3 separate regions of the Drosophila melanogaster genome follow, and regions 1 and 3 are each linked to region 2. A link is a contact called in public Hi-C data. All regions are on one chromosome and are shown on one strand. The core of a region is the stretch at or near the end of the contact, and the rest is flanking DNA. Distances in the headings are between cores, read along the strand shown.

What was found. A called contact is a pair of places that touch in the nucleus more often than the background predicts.
Region 1: a Hi-C map of the Kc167 cell line shows a contact between it and region 2, with 1.6 times the contacts expected there. A contact is called at or near these places in 7 of 107 Hi-C or Micro-C datasets (the D17-c3 cell line, the Kc167 cell line, the ML-DmBG3-c2 cell line and 1 more) and 1 of 7 datasets of targeted methods (the Kc167 cell line).
Region 3: a contact with region 2 is called in a Hi-C map of the Kc167 cell line, with 2.5 times the contacts expected there. A contact is called at or near these places in 4 of 107 Hi-C or Micro-C datasets (the Clone 8 cell line, the Kc167 cell line and the S2 cell line).

The regions. Positions count from the first base shown.
Region 1 is chr3R:14,370,738-14,375,069 of dm6, forward strand. It overlaps NK7.1 (NK7.1,), which reads right to left and starts at 2,214. Exons shown (of 4, transcript NM_142100.3): 1 at 1,810-2,214.
Region 2 is chr3R:14,054,519-14,058,833 of dm6, forward strand. foxo (forkhead box, sub-group O) reads left to right here and starts at 2,427. Exons shown (of 11, transcript NM_206483.3): 1 at 2,427-2,910; 2 at 3,369-3,589.
Region 3 is chr3R:14,479,662-14,483,947 of dm6, forward strand. cv-c (crossveinless c) reads right to left here and starts at 2,052. Exons shown (of 16, transcript NM_001104318.2): 1 at 1,919-2,052; 2 at 981-1,251.

The DNA of each region.
Region 1 (4,332 bases), core at 964-3,463, 320 kb after region 2:
TGCATTTTGCCCATTTGTTTTGACAGTTTTTGTTGGTTTTTTTTCCAAGTGCACCGCTTTCTGCACTGCGAATTGCCGACGTTGCCTGACTTTGAGTTTGTTTTTAATTCTCTATAATTGAGTTATATGTACATACTTTAATAAGTCGGTGGATGCTGCCGCTGTTGCGCTGCGGAGTTCATGTTGCTGCCGTTCGTGGATGTTGCTGCTGTCGTTACCGCTGGTTGTTGCGACGGCGTTTAGCGCTAATTAATGCTGAGCCAACGGCTTTTCAATGGTTTTTATTGCTTTCGGCCATTCGGTTCGCTGGCTTTGTCTTTCTCCTCTTAATTGCTCACCGAGATTTATTATTTGATTAATTATTGAGATTTCGTTGCCATATTCACCGCTCACATTTCGAATCGCTTCGTTTCGTTTCGTATCGTATCGTATCGCTACGTTCCGTCTTCGCTACTCTTTCCAATTTCTTTAAAAGCTTTTGCTTTTGCTGTTGTTGGCAATAATTGGTGTATAATTTCATTTCCTGAGAACGTCGCTTTGGGTCACCGCACACACAAAAGCCATTCATTGTCTTTACAGGAATGTCGTAATTCAATTTGTGTTGTTAGTCAGCAGTGTGAGATTGTGTGCGTGCCTCTTTCTTTTTTTTTCAGTTTTTTCAGTTTTTTTTTTTTTTTTTGCTTTCCGATTTTATTAATAATAATTATAAGCTATAAGAGGGGCGACAGCTCAATTAGCTACAAGGGTGCGATTATTAATGGGCGATGTTATGCTATTGATAAGGCCAATTACTCATGATTGCCATATTTATTTTTAGGTTATCGCGAGCGTTCTATATATTCGCGAAATGATTAATGCCGCCGTCAATTGTGGTCAAACAGTCAAACAACGAAAATTTGCCGCAATCCGAGAAAAACCAAGCCTCTGAATGAACTCTCCCCTCAGATTTCAAGATCTCAAGAGCAACAGTTTAAGCTCGGGCTCCGGCTCAGTCCAGCATCATTAGGGAAGTGAAGCCACAATAACAATGGACTGGACTATGAGTGCCCTGATTGCTCATTTAAATTCTACGGGCTGCAAATTGAATTGAATTGGATATTCGCTGAAAAGGGATTGAAAAGGGCAGCGGCGGCGAACTAAAAATAACTGCGAAAATATGAAACGAGAAATAACATCAACAAGATGCTGATGTTGCCTGCTGCCGCTGCTGCACAAGACGAAGATGAAGCAATTTAGATACACTTGAATAGAAGCACGACAAGCAAAAAAAAAAAAAAAGTCGGGGAGTCGTGGAAGTCACTTCAAATAAACACGACTACACTGAGAGAAAGTTAGATCATATTGTCGCTATTTTGAATGAGGCAATTATTGAATGACATCGTCGAATAAAACGATTGAATTGTGTTTTATGGTTTAGTTTATTGCTACTCTGAATTCTTTTATTTGTTGATAACTGACAGTATAGTTAAGAACTGAGAAGTAATCGTGTTCTACACATTTCAATTGAAATAATGATAATTTAATTTGCCTTGATTAAAGTATTTGGGGCTATTCCCGGAAACTTGCGATTCAGTAAGTTTTTTTTTTAAATCTTATTAATAAAGTAAGTTACTTTCTATATATATAGAATTTATATAGAATTTGGGGTATGGATTGATTATGGCTTATGGATTTCCCAAGAAGTATTTATATTTGGAAACAGAAATTCTGAGTACCTTATCGATTTTTATTTGATATACAAATGCGTCATTAAAAACGTGTGTTGATTTTTCATCAAGATAATTATTCAAAAACTAGTTTAGGACTTACCAAATTCTTGACGCAGGTAGTGTAATTTTGTGCTTAATTAAGAACGAAGACTTGTTCTTCAATAATTACTATAACTATTTTGATTGCAGGTTTATGACTTCCATATTGAAAATAATCCATTAAGACTGTAAAGTGGTTTGGTGTTTTTTCTCTGCACTGATGAAGTCATGTTCGAGCTGAATGCAAAACAAATTGTGCGTTGCATGGGGTGCGGGCTAGGATGCAGCTCGATTCTGATGCTGATGATGGCGATGATGGTGATGATGCTAGCACACACAAAAAAGTGCCTTACTTTGGGCGAAGAGTTCACGAAACAAACACACGCGATGTTGCGATTGGGATTTAAGCCGAAACCGACGACCAAGGCGCTTCGGTCGTTAACGCAAAACGTCAATTTACAACTGCGAATGTGATTGTGAATGTGAATGCCCAACAGCGGCAAACAAGCTGGGCAACATTGACGCCACGGCAGCAACATGTTGCATGTTGCTACCGCTGTGAATGTTCCCGTTGCTGCCGCTTTTGTTGTTGATGTTGCTGCTGCATTGCTTGGGCTAGAGAAAAACAAAGAGTACAAGCAAATAAACTTATTATAAATATCTCCACTTAAGGAGACGCTGTGGGGGCCCCATTTATGCTGCAGACACGGCAGCAACATCGCTGCAAATGCGCACACGCAAGCTGAAATCGCTCTCGTTCAACTCACTCGGATGTACACTGGAAATATTTTGCTTCTCAAATTTGGACATTTTTAAATGTGGTTTGGTAATCCTAAAAAATAATAAATTACTGGGCAGAGATTGGTTGCAAACTTGTTTCCTTATTCCGCTTATTTCATGTTGAACGTAACTGTGGTTGTGCACATTTTTTCTTTGTGCACTGAGAGAAAAGATAGTGGAGCTGTCAAGTCGCATAAGGCAAATAGGCAACAAAAGCATTAAAAGATGACAACAACATTGCGCTTAATGGACTGCCGCATTCGCGTCTCAATTCAAAAGTGCATCTCTCTCTCTTTTGCTCTATCCCCGTCCTTGTCTCCCTTCTGTCTCTCTTTCTCACGATACGGGATTGCGACGAAGTCTTGTATCTCTGTCTAATAGCCTGTTTGCTCTTGGCCTGCGTTATAAATCCATTATAATAAAATCATTTTGTTGTTTTATTAGCTTGGCAACATGTGGCTAGCTCAATGTATCTTTCTCCATCTCTATTTCTTTCTCTCTCGCTCTCCCTGCGGTGCGGTGAGGGGCTTTGGAGTCAAGTGGCTTGGCAACATGTTGCTCGGCTCATAAATATTGCAAGTGTTTTCAATTAGCTCACATTCTGTGACTTTCATATTAAATGAGAGCGCGCCTGCTCGCTCATGTGCACTTTAAGAAAATTGACTTAATGTACTAAGATACTATGATATTTTTATAAAATAGTATAATATATTTTAGTGTATAAATACGATTCTTGTATGAGTTGTGAACACTAATATACTTAGTGATGGTAAATCAAAAACCCATTCTTGTATGTTCCATATATTTTTTGAGTGTCCAAGTGGGTGTTTGTGCGCTGGGCTTGATTTCAAATGTATATTGCATGGCGCATGTGGTGCAATTAAAAACGAAACAAAACCCAAGAATAAACTGCAGCGCAAAAGGTCAAAGTTTTTGAGGTCAGGCAAATGGCACATGGAGTTTCCCTCATCCCAGAAGGCCTGCAATCAACGCACTTCCGCAGCTAGTTTTCCTCGGCTTTCCCCATTTGCAGCCTTCTTTCCCCAACAGCCAGCCCAAAACCGAAATGTCAATGGGCCCCATTCCGATCCTGCCCCCCCATTTGTATCCATTTGGCTGCAAATATGCTGGTGCTGGTGCTGGTGCTTGTGCCTCTGATGCGAATGTGTTTGGCTGTTTGTGAAAGCAATTTCCGCTCGTGTCCGCAATTAAAAAGCAATATCATCTGGAGTCGACGTAAACACAGAATTGAATTGAATTTTTATGATGTGTTTGCTAAATGGTTGCATAAAAGCCAAATATTCCAGACAGGCTCAGGCTCAAAGTCAGATACAAATGCAGATACAGATTGAGTTTCAGATTTCAATGAAGATACAACAGATACATTTATCGTTACACTGCTATTCTGGCTACTGTAAATGCATTCAAAAGTCACAGGCGCCCAGCAAAAATTGTATCCGATTTTGTGTTTGTCCATAAATGTATATGTAGCAGAAGAAAGCAAAAACGAAAAAATAAAAACCGATGGCAAAAGAAATTGAAATAAATGGAAATGAAATGGAAATGCATTTGCCGTGACGACGAGGGGGCGCGGGTGTGGGAAAATTTACCCCTCCTTTGGCTGCCTGCCTGGGTGGCCTGTTCCGTTTTAACTCTTTTGCTCGCTTTTGCTGTCAGGCTCTTCCCTTTTCATATTTTTTCCCTTTTTTTTCACCATTTTTGCCAACGATGTCTGCGTGTGTCCTCGACCATGTGTTTCATTAGCGTATTTATGGAATTTTTATGCGCTTTGCGACATTTAAAA
Region 2 (4,315 bases), core at 1,177-3,676:
TTGCACACTACTCACTAAGTGCTATTAAGATCTAATAAACTGTATTGATAACGATGATAGCTGGTTGTACAACTGGGCGTATACGTAATTTACAGAGTATTTAACTGATTATCATTTATAGCAATGAAATTAAATAATTATTTGATATGTGCTGCGGTTAAACAATGTTCTTTTTTTATGTAGTTAAATAGTTATAGTTAAATAGTTTTTAAAATGGTCTAAATCTAGTTCTATCTAGTTCTAGAGAGTTTGCCAAGCATTTAGGCAGTTCGAGACCTTTGAAACTTGAGCGTCGCTTGTAGAAAGAACCCCTTTCGTTTTCGGCACTCTGGCGCCCAGAAAAGCTCCTTTCGAGATTTGGCGCGCAGTTTGAAACCTGAGTTTAGTGCCTTGCGTGTCCAGTTTGTCAAATTTGGTTGTGATTACGAGACGGAGACCGAGACGGCGACGACAGTTAGCCATTCGCCACGCGCCAACGCAAATGAAACGCTCTATACATATTTTTGTATATTTTCTGTTTTTTTTTGCCGCTGACAATTATGATCAAGTATTAGCTGGCGATAGCTGAAACGTCTGTGTAATTTCAATGGAATGGAATGGGAAGTGGGCGGCCTATTGATACACTGCTCGAGTGATTTTAACTTTTATCTGATCATTCAAACGCATAAATTAGTCTTGAGAACTTCAATTCATTTGATACTCCAGTTAACATGCTATTTACATGCTCATTTAAATGGTAGTAGTGATTTATAAGCCCACTTCCAGATGGAACTTACCTATACCAACGTGTTACTTATCGTTCTTAAGCCAACTTAATAGCATTCTAAAATATATATGTATCTTTTGGCGGACTTATCTTCTTGTTGTTCTCGCATTCCAAAATCTCTATGTACATGCAAACTTTTATTGTCATAACTCGGGACTTTGCAGACTTTGAGGCCTATTTAATAGAGCTATAATCTTACAACAAAAAAAAACTAAAAGAGCTTTTTAAGCAATAAAAATATTCTGAAAAATTACAAATTAACAAAAAATTACCCAATGAAGCCTGCAAATTTGAAATCTTTAAGATCCTAGATATGCCAAGATGCACCCTAAAGTCCTTAACTCATCTCCTTGGCTCGTTTCTAATCCCCCCTCTCGAGGGATCGAGACGATCGCATCGGGTCGGTCTTTAAGTTTGGATGATCCATAAACTGTTGGTTTCTCCGTCCTCAGCGTCTAGACTTCATTAGCCGTGTAATGTTGCGGAATTTATGTGGCAGGCACATTAAAATAACACCGATACACACTCTCATGGACGCGAACGTGTGTACAAGTATAGAGATATCGGGCCTAGGCGAAAAATGAAATTAAAAAAAAAAAAAAAACTGGCACCGGGAGGGGCTTATTTTTCGGTGGTCGGGGATGCGGGGGACTTTGACCATAAAATACATGCTCCCAAAAAGCTCGCACACTGCAAGAGATGCGGGGCACTTCTGAGTCCCATATTCATATGCACAAATGTGCATTGCTGGCATTATCAGTAGAATGCAATTTCGGGAAATTTTCCATCGCATCACGAGACAATGAACGTAAGAGAGAAATGGAGCCTCAAAGAGGGAGGGAGAGAGAGAGCTTGAGTGAACGAGCGAGCGACAATCGCGAGATAACGGCTGCCTTATCAGCAATGCCGACCGCCCCATCACCCCACCCAAAACGCCCAACCACCACCCACCGCCGCCGTTCCCTTTCCTCCATCGTCGAGAATTTCGAGTTCAGAGCAGCGCGACCGAAATGAAAAGAAACAATTTAAATTCCAAATGTATAAAATAGGTAAACTATGGCTTTTATTTATTAATATTGACGGGGGCACAAAGGCGGTCACCTCAATAGTGAATAACATGTTTTTTATAATGAATACTTTTCAAATTGTTATTAATATGCAATGACGTCTTAAATGTTTCACTGCAGCTGAACTTTATTCTTTTCATTAAAACAGTCACCCGTTATTAAAAATAAATAGATTAAGTTTTATATTATTAAATTTGTAAGTATTGAAACAATTCCTTTTTTATTTTATACGAATTATCATTTAGTTGGGGTTAATATCCCTTAAAGAGAGAAATTTGTATGCTTTAAGATTTAAAATATCTATTGCATTTATAGCTATAGCTATAACTTCTCTTATTTCACGCAGAAAATACTCAAATAAAACATATCGATTTGGCATACCCCACTAATTTTTTGGCCCCAAGTGTGTGAGAGTGTGTGAGACGAAGCGCGCCACAAACATAAAAAAGCGGTGAAGTGAGCGGTTGTGGAACGTGAGTGGATGCTAAGAGCAAGCTCTCACATACGCGGACATAGGTCGCACACACACACGCACAGACCGCCTTTTTGCGCCGCCGAAACGAACACTTTTACGAAGGCGACGGCGAATCAGTTTCAGTTGTCAGTTCGCATCCAACTAGAAAGCAGTTAACGAGTAGTCTGTGTTTTTTCGCTTGCGGTTAAAAGCCACGAGGTCGTTCATCGTTCATCGTTTTCCTTTTCAACTTCAAGCAAAGCAAATATAAACCAATGCAAAAAACGCAGTGATCTTTTGAGGCCCAAATCGTTTGGGGCCGAACACCGTTGATTCTAAAACGCAAATGTAGAAACAAATCAAGAAAGTGGAAAATAAATATGTTTCGCTTTCAAAACATGTGAATGTGCCGAACTCAAAACTGAAACGTAGAAGGAACGCGTTCGTTTTTTACATACGACAATCGTATAAAATAAGAGAAAAGCTCCAAAACGTATTAAATAGCGATGCTTGGATGATCTTCGTAGCAGTCACGTTGTACATACAAATACATACATATGTACCTACTATATGGCACATAAAATACGTTACGCACACTAGTGGCGAATAAAAAGCGAATTGGAGTAAGCTCCGAAACGTGTTTATATTAAAATTTTTTACCCATTTGAACTTTAAACAACTTTTCGACTGCGCCGCACGGTTTTCATTGAATTCTCATACGAATTCCAATTAAGTGTTGTGTGTGCGTCCAATTGGCATGAATTGATGACGTGACGTGATCGCTCTCTTCGCTCTCTCCCTCTCTTTCTTCGGCACACACACATACACACACTACGCTCTTTAATCGCGCCGCTCTCTTCGCGCTCTTTTTATTTGTTTATTTTGATTGTTGTTATATATATATTCTAATTTACCGTTTTTACAATCGTCTTTAGCTTAAGCAAAACCGCCGCCCAGCAACAACAAGAAACCCATTTAATGAGTGTGTGTGTGTGTGAGCAGAAAATTATGCCAACAGAATTCTAAAAAATATATATGTATATATTTAAATAACCACTAAAAATCAAGAAATCCGCACAAGTTTCGCTCAAAACAACAACACAATCATATATACTACCCATAAAAAAAAAACAAACCCATAAAAAAGTGCAAAGCAACCAGGAAAATAAAGTAAAACAGTGCCAGTTAACAACAGCAAACGGCGATCAACAAATCCCACCGGCAAAATCAACAATTTTTTAAATCGCAATCAACAAGGAGCAACAAATTAGCCAGCTATTTCCCATTGCAAACATTTGGCGGGTAAATATTATTAACAATTACGAGTAGGTGTACTTGATTGAATGAAAAATGTCATGTTTTTTAAGTTCCTAAATTCGATTCGAATCTAATCGGCAATTGATTGAAATATTCTAAAAGTCAAATTTTGTTTCGTCACGCGATTAAAAAAGTAATTGAAGCAGTGCTTTCCTACACATCAATTAAAATTTAAATTAAATGGTATTTTATGTTGATTACAACAACATTTTTTTTAGTCGCCACAATAAAATATTCATTCTTCCGTGAAATATTTCCAATATAAATTGCTATTGCTATATTTATAAAAATAAGCTTTGATAAAAGTTAAGAGGTTTAATAGAAACTAGAGTTAGGTTCTTTTATTTATATTGGTGTTTAGAATTTTAGATAGGAAAGCTGGACTTTTTGTTGTGTTAAAGTAGTCACATCTATTGAATTTACGACCCAAATTTTAATACAACCGATAGGGAATGTGATTTATAACCTTATTCGAGTAATTCCTAGTTTCACTTTCAAGATCAAAACGACTAGAATCATAAAGTCGGTCACGTTCGGCGCTGCAGTGTCGCTCCAATAGATGATCTTTCAGTTCGTGTGGGTTTTGATTAGTCCGTTTTGGTGTGTTACTTGTCATGGGAGTGGGCAGGGGAGATCTTAATTAGAGCAGCGCTGATAATGGCTCTAAAAATAGAGCCCCAGCGCCACACTGATAGCAGAGCTTGAAGCGTG
Region 3 (4,286 bases), core at 802-3,301, 420 kb after region 2:
AATTATCAATTTTTTTGGGTCTTTCCCAACCAGAAGATGAAGAACGCCAGGCCAGTCGAAATATTGTTTCAGTTTTATTTACCTGAAATTTGCTATTTTATCAAGCACCCAGCACAAGTGTTTCGCTGTGAACTTATTTACATACTTATCGGTACGTATGTGGAGTATAAACAACAAAGGCAGAAACAACGAAAAACGAGTTTCTATATATAAGGTGGCTATGCTGTAAAATAATAAAGGGCGGGCCGTATCAAGAGTTGTTGTTATGGTAGACAAAACGGGTCGCCAGTTTCAGTTTCTCGGGGGTTAAAACGATCGACATACTCCGATGACGCATTTTAGAACCGGAAATGCTACGCCTGCCATTTGGCTGAGTTCTCAATAAGTATGCAAATCGGATTCGGATTGTTTGTGCACTTTTCGGTGATTATTCCCATGAATTAAAAACAAACGCTGGAGGGAAAAAGCAGCACTCGACCAGAGTGTAAACAAACTACAATACATAGCGATTATGATTTATGAATCAAAATAAAGCGCTGACAATTCAAACAGCAGCGGAAATGGTAAAGAAAGCCGATCAGAACTCGTATAAGGCCAATAAAAACGATCGCAGATAACTCGAACGCGTCGCGTAGATTATGCCAGCGACTAACTAACTGTAAACATATACTATTTAGGTTATCACTATCTTTTTCAGTTCGCAGCTGACAAGATAAAGTTGTACCACAAAGTCAAAGACTAGAAAACCGAGAAACTCAGGTAAATTTTGGGGAGTGAAAGTAAGTGGCAAACCCGGCGACAATCACAAGATGTATCTAAAACTCTGACGTTTCGTTCTAGGAAGCCCCGAAGCCACCCATAAACAAGCGACGTCTGGATTTCTCGAGATCTGCAGATCTTTATGGACCTGCAGATAAGCTGGATGGATTGTTTATCCTACCCCGAAGATAAGCGACATGGGGTCCCGAAGCTCTATTTACCTTTTTAGATGCGTTTGCGGTTGCTGCTCGCGAAGAGAGTATCTGTAGCTTTGGGTTTTCTTTATTTCTTTGATTTCACAACACCATCGGAGATTCTATAAACACCAAATAGAATTTTACTTTCGTATATTGCTTCACAGAACTTTTCTTTTCGTATAAATCAGATGTGTAATTTCTCTTTTATTTTCGTTGTTTCGTTTATTTTTTTATTTTTCTGAATCACTTGTATTTATTTCTCGTTTTCAACAACAACATTTCGTCATGTTTTTTTCTATGGGGCGTACAAAAAATGTAGTAAACGTAATCGAAAACAAAAGCACGCGTTCTCTTACTCGAAAGAGAGAAAGAGACGGGCGGTGAGGCAGAGAAAGAGACAGGGATAGAGATAGAAAGGGGGAAACAGAAACACACGCACACTACAAATAAACAAAAACGGAACCGAACCGCAAAGAAAACCGATTTTTATGCACTATTTAATTTTATATATTTTTCTGCACGCAGTTTTTATTTTTACTTTTCTGGTTTCGAAAGATGTTTATTTTTTATTATGGGAAGTGTTAAAACCGTGCGAAATTCAAGCCCAACAAACGATGCGTTTGTTTTCTTTGGCACTGCAATTTCCGCGCTACATTTTCGTATTTTCTATTTGCTTTTCGAAAAACAAGAGATTTCTTTATTGTTTAATGGAGAGTGCCTTTTTAATCGCGGTTGTGTGAGTGTGCCTCTGTTTATCGCGTTCGTTATTTGTTGTTGACTCCGAAAAATTCGTTCACACCCGCGCTCATTCATAAAACGTATCCAAAACACACGATGTCACGCACTCACAGTTTTTTAGCTTATGTTTCTGAAAATGATTATTAACACTTGATGCAGTATTTTGCAATATATTTACATCTCTTGACCCGCACGTTTTTTCGGATCCTAAATTCAATGTTCACCTTTTTCGTAAAAACCTGAGAACTGCCAATAAACAACGGTTTTTTGGATTCAGTATGTTTTTAAAAAATTTGAATAACAGAGGAGCGCTTTAAATTTGCCCGACTTTTCCCGGTCGAGGTGGAAACCCAACTGTTGTATCCAACAAACTCGTGGTTGGATCACCCTGCTTACCCGCTTTGTTTTCAATGGAAATGTTAAGATACAGCGTTTTAGCGGTTAACAGACGCTATTTCTATGGGAACTCAAAACGTTCGCTTGCTGTTCACATGGAGTTAACATGCGCGAGACCCGCGATTACCGGTTAACAGAGCGAGCTAACAGCAAGAATTATGAAGAGAGCAACATGTTGCGCTCAAACTGCGCCAACAGCTCAATTCGAGCCGATCGGAGCGATCTCAAACGACCTCAAGCATGTTGCAGTTCGAGAGGAAATCCCCTAGAATTGTTTATTGAAAGTAAAAACAGTTGGAAAAACTCCAAGCATATGGATGTATTTGTAGCTCTTACACACCCATTCGAATGTGTTTGTAAATTTACACTAACAAGCGGTGATAAAATCCCATGTTAGTCTTCTCTATGGCTTATTTAGTGTGTTTGGGTTTCTGATTTTATGACCCGGGCCTCATCTTTGTGCAGCCTCTTTCAGGCTTTATCGACTGGCATCTCCCTTAGTTCTTATCAGTGGGGCATTGTCTTATCTGCAGATTTATGGCCCAACGCTCATTTAATAGCCCGATTCCTGGAAGTCGACTTAACACTTTCGTTGTCTCAATTTGATTAGCGCCTGCATTGGCTTAACACTTTTTCACCCATAAAATTGTGTGAACCAAAACGAAAGCGAGACAAACTAACTGTATATAATGATAATGAAAAACTCACAAGTGAGCTGTGGACTATTTAATCACTTTACTTTTGTAACCTACTAAAACAAAACTAATGTTCCTAGTCAGAAGAACAAATTATATATTACTAATCATAATATAATCATGATTTAAAGCAACTTACGTTTCAAGTGCAATAAAATACTCAATAACCGGTTAGCAGAGTTCTACGATTTGTGTAAATGAATAATTATCTAATTAGATAGCTAAACTTTTAATTTAAAATCCTTCAAGTCTGTAATTTAGTTAAAAATACAGATATGACCACAGTTTGAAAACCATAAAGTTAATGGCATAATGAGCCTTTTGAATACCATTAATAATTTGTAGGAGTATAAGATAAGAGGAAAAAAATCATATAAACACCTCTAACTGGCAGTTAATTAGTTGCAGCTAATTGGTGGTGCTTAGTTAATAAATATTAAAACCGAAGACGTTTGTAAGGTCCAAGAATAAAGCACGTGAAATTATAAATCATTCTTATGGAGGAGAACGAACTCTTGTTCCGACCAAATTGTTGAATGAACCAAGACAGCTAACAACAATTCGTCAGGATTAGCCGTGTCAACTCTTTCCTGTTTTTGTGCCATCTCCTTATTTTTCCATTCTATTGGCTTTTCTCTTGCGTTTTCTCTTCTCGTTCCCTCCGCATTTCATAACGTTTTGAGGTGTGTTCGCCGGTCGGTCTCATCCTTATCGAAGGTGCGCATCAACGTCGCAGAGAGATATACCCATTTACCCATAACCATTCCCGACCCGATCTACGTGCTCGGGTTCTCTTGCCGGCTTTGAAATCGAAACTGCCCATTGTGTTGAAATCTAAGCGAGCGTGTGAGGAGCTCCCCAATCTCCGAATGAATCCCAGTCCCTTCATGAACTCCAGATTCCAATTCAGAAACTCCATGCCGTGTGATGTGCTGCATGCTTGATCGATAGCGTCTGGCCCCCTTGATTTCCAACGAAAGGTAAACACATCAAAAGCAAAAATATTGAGAAACAAAAAGATGCCACGCAGATATTTTCGGAAATATTTTGAATAGTTTTCAATGCCAATGGCATCGGGTGAAATTTGTCTTAGACAGTGCACTGCAAAAAATGCACCTAGTCCAGCACTTTCTCTAATTAGAATATGAAGTCAATTATTATATTTTTCTTCAACATTATTATGCTATTAATAATCATATAAAAACATAAATTTTAAAGCAATCTTTTGAATTTGTATACTTACAAAGCAGTTGTTTTCCTGTTATATTTTCTCGCTGTACGTGTACTTTTCACTTTGGCATAAATAATGCCGTATGAAATGCGATAAACAGAGTTATATATTTGCACACAGCGGGAAGCTGGCCAATAAAGTTGTATGGGATTTTCCATAATGCAATGCGCCGCACCGAGTTAAAACCAAACCGAAACCGAAGCGAGTGAAAAGTGCCATAAAAAAGGCAATGCTCGCTTCGCTCTTGCACTCACTCAGCGACATCATTCT